3 separate regions of the Sus scrofa genome follow, and all the other regions are linked to region 3. A link is a contact called in public Hi-C data. All regions are on one chromosome and are shown on one strand. Each heading gives the region's core, a stretch centred on a gene start, on an enhancer-like site or on the middle of the called end of the contact. The rest is flanking DNA. Distances are from core to core; before and after follow the strand shown.

Region 1 (2,700 bases), core at 164-2,663, 340 kb before region 3:
AGCCAGCTGCGCCCCGCTGGGAAGGGGTTCTGCCCCTGCCTCAACAGTTGCTCTTGGCACCAGGGCTGCATCCCCTTGGTGCAGCAGAAGTCAGTGAGCCCCCAAACCTGGAACTAAGTAAACCTGAGCTCAGGTTTCCTCCAGTTGGTTTGCTTTCAGTTGAGGACAGGTGGGCCCTCTCTTGCCTTCATTGGGTGCCTCCCCGGAAGCCTCATCAGCCCCCCAGCCGCAGGTCAGAAAGCAGCGAGCTGTCCCCCTCAGCCACTGGGGGCCTTCCTCAGGTCACCTTCGTGAGAGATATGCTCTGGCCATGTGCCTGGGCAATCACAGGTAAGCGAGGTAAGTTCCATCTAGGAGGAACTGCCCCGCACACAAATAATCCACAGCCTGGATTCCAGCTATTCTCCTAGCCATGAAAAGTCAATAGAGGGAGGCAGCGAGGTGGCACCGAGGGCCTGCAAGGGAGGAGACCGTTTCCGGTGCTTGGCGGGTCCCTGCCGCCCCTCAGCCGCGCCCTGCGTCCCCTCCACCTCCAGGAATGAGCAACCCCGAGGTCATCCGCAACCTAGAGCGCGGATATCGCATGCCGCGCCCGGACTCTTGCCCGCCCGAGCTGTACAACGGGGTCATCGCCGAGTGCTGGCGGAGCCGTCCCGAGGAGCGGCCCACCTTCGAGTTCCTGCAGTCTGTGCTCGAGGACTTCCACACGGCCACCGAGGCCCAATACGAGCTGCAGCCCTAGGCCTGCCTGCCCGCGCCTGCGCAACCCAGGAGGCCTGCCCAGCCCGCGCTTCTTCAGCCCCAGATGGGCGGGAAAGGCGGGGAGGGGTTGACAGGCCCATTTCTCAGATGGGGAAACCAGAGGTAGAGCGGCTTGGGGGGGGGCGTCAAGGTTTGGATTCTGGAGTGAATCCCATCGCAGCCCCACCCTTCTCCCGCTGTGTGCCCCTGGGAGAGTTACTTAGCCTCTCTGTGCCTTCGCTTCTTCATTGGTTCAGTGGGAAGAACCACAATAGTACCTACCTCTTAAGTTCCTCATGATGATGACCTGGTAAGGTGTTAATAGTGCCCGGCACACTCCTAAGTGTTTGTCACCTGTCCTATAAGGCTCCCTGTGCTGGCACCAAAAGCAAAAAGAGTCGGCTTCAGGTGACCTGAGTCCCTGGGCTCCCACTTGACCCAGACTGTGCGCCAGCACTTTGGGACTTTCCTGTAATAAAGTCAGGAGATCTGACCTTTTCTGTGTCGTCCCTGGCGACAAGCCTTGACCTCGCTACTGGTTGCATGAGTGGTGCCTCTAGGGGCTCGCCGGATGACACTGTGTGGAAATCAAGCCCCCAGCCCCCAGACATCTGCACAGACCCAAGTGTCGCTGCCATTTAGGGGAGCTTGGGTAAGGCCAGCAGGTGGCGCCCTCGCCTCACAAATCCTCTGCATCCGGGTTTTGGGGGGCGGGGTGCGGCGCGGGGAGCAGGGGTGGGTCACTTAACAAAGAGCCAGAGCCCGCGGTGGTGACAGCGCCTTTTGGGAGCGTGCACAAATGAAATGGCCAAACCCTGGGCTCCGGGTCCAGGGATCAGGCGCATAAACAGATGTGGAGGGAATGGCAATACAAAGGGAGATTCCAGGGTCCAAGCTGTTCACGGAAGTTCCTCATTTGTCATGTTTTTGTTTTGTTTATAATAGATTTTAATTTTTTGAACTCTTAGGTTTACAGAAAAATAAGTGAAAAGTATAGAGAATTCCCATTTACCCCTCACCGCCCCCATTCCCCCATTATAAATGATAATATTAATAAGGTGTTGGGACAATGGGATACATTACCGCTGATGAGCCAACACTGACACACTATTAACTGAAGTCATAGATTACATTAGGACCCTTCTGCATTGTGTTCTATGGGTTTGCACATGCATAATAACAGGTTTTCCCCCTAACACCAGCACACAGAATAGTTGAGGTGCCATCCCCTCGTTCCACCTATTTGTCCCTCCCTTCCTCCCCACAAAACCGTGGCCACAATTTGCCTCTAATCCTGTGACAACCAAAGAGCTGGGAATACTCCCACCAATGCACAGAGGAAGAAACTGCTTCACAGAGAGCTTGCGGGGTCCCAAGGTCACAGGGCTCATCAGTAGTGGGAAGGGGATGTGGCCCCAAGAATAGCTGGGGGATTGTGGCAGCAGAGTGGGGGGGGGGGTGTGGGGGGGAATGCTGGGCTGGGAGGGGCTGAATCCGCAGAGCACAGAGGTGACCCGGCAGAGAAGGACACAGGTGTGCATAGTATTGCTGTTTCCAGGGCGTGTCCCCATGCTGGCTACAGAGGATCTTCCCCAGCCCTGGGAAGGTGGGAGGGAGGAGGGGAGGGAAGGAGGGAGGGTCCTCATTATTACAGCTCTGCTCTTTCCCCAAATGAGGAGGCAGGCAGGGACTTCCACACCCAGGCCTGTCCAGAGGCTCTTAGTTCTCCCTCCAGATACTGCTGCCAGACCCTGGATCCGAACCCCTTCTCTGCCCCCAGCCTCTTATTCATAAGTATGGAGGAGTTTTCTCCCAGCCACCTGCGCAGGTGAGAGTATTGCAAAGGGGCCCTGGCCTCAGACACTGGAGACTGTGACCGCTGCCACCACCTGGCGCTCTGGTGAGGTATGAGCCCCAGCCTCACAACCCTTGTGGATTTTGTTTCCCCGTCACCCTCTC
Region 2 (2,700 bases), core at 123-2,622, 300 kb before region 3:
ATAAACCTACTGATGCATGAAGAGACGAGGCAAGTTTGATAAATTATCCAGATTACAGGAGCAAATAAAGCACCAACTGGGGCAGGTGGCGGGAAGCCATGTCATCTTTCTGAGCTTGGTTTCACCATCTGTAAAATGGGAATAACAGTACCTCACGAAGCTGATGTAGGGTCCACTGCAACAGCGGGAAGACCGCTGACAGCAAAGCACTTGTGTCTTGTGTCAAATCAACTCATCATAAACTCCCTAAACGCTGAATTCTGCCCACCCCCTGTAAGCTTCATTTGGCATGAGCACCAGTTAAACCAGGCCCTGCCTGATTTCTTTAAACAAACAAAAATAAATAAATTGGAGTTCCCGTCGTGGCTCAGTGGTTAACGAATCTGACTAGGAACCATGAGGTTGCAGGTTCGATCCCTGGCCTTGCTCAGTGGTTAAGGATCCAGCTTTGCCATGAGCTGTGGTGTAGGTCGCAGACGCAGTTTGGATCCCGCGTTGCTGTGGCTCTGGCATAGGCCGGTGGCTACAGCTCCGATTTGACCCCTAGCCTGGGAACCTCCATATGCTGTGGCAGCAGCCCAAGAAATGGCAAAAAGACCAAAATAATAATAATAATAATAAAATTAATTAATTAATTAAAATTTTAGAATAGATTTAGATTTACAGAAAACTTGCTGAGACAGTACAGAGAATTCCACATGCTCCCTCCCAGTTTCCACTACTGTTAACATCTTACATTCATATGATACACTTGGTACAATTAAAGAACCAATCCTGGTATGTTATTATTCACTGAAGTCCACAGTTTATTCAGATTTCCTTGGTTTTCACCTAATGTCCTTCTTCTGTGCCAGGATGCCAGCCAAGATGCCACATTACATTTTGTCATCAAGTTTCCTTAGGCGTCTCTTGGCTGTGACAGTTTTGGCCTGATTTTTTTTTTTTTTTTTTTCAATTTGGAAGATGCAGCGTTTGTTAACAAAAGTACTAATGCACAGAAGTAAGAAGTCGGGGAAAGAGCTGCAGGGCTTTCTGAGAAAAAGGTGATTTTTTTTTTTTTTAGTATTGTATCATTTGGCTTATCAACAACATACATTGGTTATAAATGAGCCTTATCTGTTCCGCTGAAGAAGCCCTAAAGTCTTAGTCCATTTTCTCCTTTGCATTAAAAAAAGAACTAATTTACATTAGTAAACACATAATTTTAGGATTCTCCCACCGTGTGACAGCCCGGGTCCTTTTCCTCGTCCCAATGGTCCCAGGCGTCCTGTGTTCTTGGGACCAGAAAGGCTGCCTCCCTGGTTGAGCCCTTGGGATGGGGGTGGGGCGGGAACAAGAGCAGCGCGTGCGCAGTGGCGTCCATTCTCTCCGAGGCCCTCTGCTGGCCTCTGGTTCACACCCACCACAAGGTCAGAGGCGATGCTTCCACTCTGAACCTGGTTGGCCGAGGAGGTGGGGTGGGCCGGGTGGGGCTGTGGCTGGCTGATCCTCACCGACAGGCTGGAGGAGGGCACCGAAGGCCCTGCCTCCGGGCTGCGGGAGTGGTGTTAAAGGGACACGTCTCAGGGTCTGCCAGGTCAGCGCTCTGTGTCTGGAACACAAGGTTCTAGGGCTGCGTCTGTTCACAGATTTCACGTCAAGGCCCCATCAGGATGACGAGGAAGCAGACAAGAACTCGCAGTAGAAGCATCCGTTTATAAGCTGGAGCCTCAGAGAACCACAGATCCCACTCCACCACTCCTCCGCCATCCACCTCGAAGCTGGCTACAAAGCCAGTAATCGCGGTGACACACTCTCAGCTGGGCTCCTTTCTTCTCTATTTGTTTGTTTAAAAAATATTTTTATTCACATGTTAAATTGATTATCCTTGTATCATAAGCGCAATACAATGATAAATCTTTAAATAAAAGAACTTAATGGCTCAAGTCATTGTAAAAAGATTGAGACAAGCAGATGAAGTGAAAATCCCCTTGAACACTTCTCAATCCTGCCTCCTCCCCAGTGTAATCAGTGCCATCAGCTGAACTGTGTCCCTAGAGGTCTTTTCAGAGGATTTACGTGCCTCTGTGGGGACATTCAGCAGTAGTGTATGTTTCTAATAAACTCCAGTGATACACTGGACGGGCTCATATACTGTCCTCACACATCCGAAGTAGAACAGAGATGTTTACATGGCCTTTCCACAGTGCAGCTGTAGTACACATTCTATAACTGTTTACTTGCAGAAATTTGGGTCCTTGTTCATTTCTTTTTTGTTACAAGTCATGTTATAATTAAAATGTGTCACTTTTATTACCTTTTTTCTAGCAAGGCTGGTGGTTTTCATCTCCCCACTGGGGCCAGATGATCATGCATCTTCCTTATTCTGGAAACAGCAAGAGAGCACCCCTTGCTCTATATGTGTGCCCAGCACTGTGCATAGGAAAGGACCGACAACACCTGATGTTCTTCCCAAGTTGTGTCTACTTCCACAAATACCGCTGATGAGAGTCTTTGAAAATGTTGGCATTTTTAAATGACAATCTCACAGCCATAACTCTGATTCAGGTTTCAGATGGTTTGGCCTGAAGATGACCATAGGATATACAGAGATTGCATCATATGCTGAGGCTGCCATAACAAATGATCACAAACTTGGTGGCTTAAAACAACAGAAATTTATTCTCTTAGGGTTGTGGAGGCCGGAAGTCTAAAGTCAAG
Region 3 (2,700 bases), core at 48-2,547:
ATTCGTGCTTTCCCCACCACGGCCCAGGTTCAGTCCCTGATGGGAGAAGTGAGATCGCATGTCAAGCCACTGAATGCAGTGGTAGAAAAAAGTTAACTCTGCCTGCTGTGATTTCTAGGGCAATCATGATAAAAACAGGGCTTATTAGTCGAAGGTGGCAGGGGGGGGGAAAGAATGATAAAATTAATCAAGCCAACTGAGGTCAAGAAAAGAGAGAAAAACAGGGAGTTCCCGTCATGGCTCAGTGGTTAACGAATCCGACTAGGAACCATGAGGTTGCAGCTTCGATCTCTGACCTCACTCATTGGGTTGAGGATCTGGCATTGCTGTGAGCTGTAGTGTAGGTCGCAGATGTGGCTCAGATCTGGCATTCTGTGGCTGTGCCTCAGGCTGTCGGCTACAGCTCTGATTAACCCTTGGCCTGAGAACCTCCATATGCCAAAGGTGCGGCCCTAAAAAGACACACACACACACACACAAAAGAGAGAGAGAAACACAGAGCTGCTAAGACAAAAGAGAAACCACAAAAGAAGTGATAGATGTAAACTCAAATATTATGTTAATCACATTAGATGCTCCTGTTAACAAAGGTTTCCAGAGGATATAAATCAGTTCCATGTAGACAGGACAGAAAGAAACTAACCTGCCCAAGACTCCCTCCCAGGGAGTGGGGGGAAGGGGTGGTGGATGGTTTGCAGCCTGCTTCCTAGTTCTGCGATCTTCCAGCCCAACCGGGTCCAATCAAACCCAATCCCTTTATACTGAGCAGCCCCCCCTGTCAGATTTTGGAACGTACAGTTGAGTAAAAACAAGGCTTCTATCCTTACGGCCTTTTCCTAAATGAGGAGCCAGTACATTTTGGCACGAATTCTTGGATACAGGCTTTTCTAGGGGTTTGTGGCCACAGCACGACTTCCAGGTGGCGGAGGTGGGGGTAGTGACGATTTTGAGGCCGTGGCTGAGAAAGCCCGGGCCTGTGAGCCCCAACGTCCCTCCAAGGTGGGGTGGAGACCTCGTGATCACAGAGGGGAGGGTGGGAGGAGGCACTTTCCTCAATGGAAATTCATCAATGCTTTTGTCCGCCGCACTTATCAACGTTGCTATTTCAGTGAGTAGCGGTGGAGCCTGCACCCGGCTCCCGCCAGACGCTGGGGGTGGGGGTGCAGGGCGGCGATCCGGCGGGGTCCTCTCTGTCGTCAGAAAACATGAGCTCACGCCAGGGTTTCTGCAGGTCACCGAGATAGCACCGGCTCTCTGGAGACAGGCGTGACCCCCAGGTCGGCTCCTAGTCATTGAACTAAGTGGGCCCAGATAAGGGCCGGATAATGGTAGCCAGACTCCCACGGCCTGGGCAGGCCTCCTCCAGGGCCCCGGGCCGAGAGAGAGCAGGTCAGGGAGGGGCGGCGGGGAGGAGCCTCCGGGGGCTCCGGCCCTATCCCGGGTCCGAGCCCTGCCTCCAGGACAAACAGTTATTAGGACAAACGCGTATGCTGGGAAGACCCTGGCCACAGTAACTCCGGGAAAAATACCAAACTGGCAGTACTTCCTTCCCCGGACTTTTTCTTGTTTCATCAAATTTGCTGTATCTGTTGGCAGCGTTTAGAGTGTGGGGAAGGTAGACGTGCTTTCAGGGCCCCAGTGTGGATGGGGGGGTGGGATGAAGGTGGGGGGTGGGGGTGGGGGTGGGGGGACAGGTTTAATCCGAACGGTGGTTTCAGGAAAAGCCCAGGTCAGTTGCTCAAACTCTGTGCTCTCCGACACTGAATCAGCTCCGAGGCGGCTCCATCTCACCAAGCCTTCCTGGGACTTAAGCCACAACCACCTCAAAGATAAAATGATAACATGACACCTGTGTAATTGGGGTGGGAGATGGTCACAGCGCCCTGCGAGTCTCTTCCGGGGTTGCCACACCGCACCTGGGAGGGGAGGAGGTGGGTTAGGGCCGGGAGGACCTCAGGGCTCATCCCCTCCCAGGCGTGCACCTGGCCAGTTCCCCTGTTCCGGTGGATTAGGGAACCTTTCCTTCCTATGCCCAGAGCAGCCCCCAAGGAGCCTCCATCGAAGGACTGGAGCCCCTGAGCGGCATGCAGCAATGTTACCCCAATTCTCAGCGGGCCGCTGAGGCCCAGGGACCCAGCCTGTCTGTCGAGGTCGGCGCAGCCGAACGCTTTCTCCGCATCACAAGCCTCCCGGGTCTTCCCTCTAGGAAAAAAACTGAAAGAAATAATTCGAGGTATCATTGCTTACGGTGCTGCACCTCCGGTATCTTGCCTGTAGACGGTCTACAACTGCAAAGGAAAGCTGAAGCTTCGGCAGAAGGAAATCCCAAGCCGGTTACCAAGAGTGGAGAAACCGGATGCCCATGACTGGAACGCTAGCGACATCTACCGGACTATGCGGGCGCTGCATGTGAGCCGGGCAACCAGTTGCCCCTTCGTTCCAATACAATTGAATATGTAAAAAATTTAAACGCAAGCAATTCACGTTATTTATGAATATATGCACACGCAGACAAAGTGTAAAATATGCTTGCAAATTACAAGCGTAACTTCAAGACAGAAGTTACTTCTGCTGAGGGTAGAGATGGAGAGTGTGGTTAAGGGTTTTAGCTCTATCAATAATTTGTTTTTCCCTTTAAAGAAATCTGAAGCCAATATGACAAAGTACCAACATCTATTAAATTTTGGAGGTGGTAATATT

The links. A called contact is a pair of places that touch in the nucleus more often than the background predicts.
Region 1: a contact with region 3 is called in a Hi-C map of fetal liver, with 2.5 times the contacts expected there. The contact joins two enhancer-like sites. A contact is called at or near these places in 1 of 5 promoter capture datasets (liver), 27 of 47 Hi-C or Micro-C datasets (adipose tissue, alveolar macrophages, blood and 16 more) and 1 of 2 datasets of contacts at active chromatin or transcription factors (skeletal muscle).
Region 2: a Hi-C map of liver shows a contact between it and region 3, with 4 times the contacts expected there. The contact joins two enhancer-like sites. A contact is called at or near these places in 4 of 47 Hi-C or Micro-C datasets (embryonic fibroblasts, liver and undifferentiated spermatogonia).

Annotation. Positions count from the first base shown.
Region 1 is chr14:14,744,713-14,747,412 of Sscrofa11.1, forward strand. It overlaps BLK (tyrosine-protein kinase Blk), which reads left to right. Exons shown (of 13, transcript XM_021072720.1): 13 at 537-1,234. The coding sequence ends at 742. Among named protein-coding and RNA genes, the nearest start is that of TRNAD-GUC, 39 kb to the left of the region's middle. Within about 2 kb of position 1,414, at least 5 of the 83 cell types and tissues checked have an H3K27ac peak or open chromatin away from gene starts, as enhancers often do. A contact at or near this core is called in fetal liver, where this site is marked.
Region 2 is chr14:14,778,304-14,781,003 of Sscrofa11.1, forward strand. It overlaps LOC102167906 (a long non-coding RNA gene), which reads right to left. Exons shown (of 4, transcript XR_299396.3): 4 at 2,640-2,700. Among named protein-coding and RNA genes, the nearest start is that of TRNAD-GUC, 73 kb to the left of the region's middle. Within about 2 kb of position 1,373, at least 16 of the 83 cell types and tissues checked have an H3K27ac peak or open chromatin away from gene starts, as enhancers often do. A contact at or near this core is called in liver, where this site is marked.
Region 3 is chr14:15,082,729-15,085,428 of Sscrofa11.1, forward strand. No RefSeq gene overlaps it. Among named protein-coding and RNA genes, the nearest start is that of DEFB136, 27 kb to the right of the region's middle. Within about 2 kb of position 1,298, at least 13 of the 83 cell types and tissues checked have an H3K27ac peak or open chromatin away from gene starts, as enhancers often do. A contact at or near this core is called in fetal liver and liver, where this site is marked.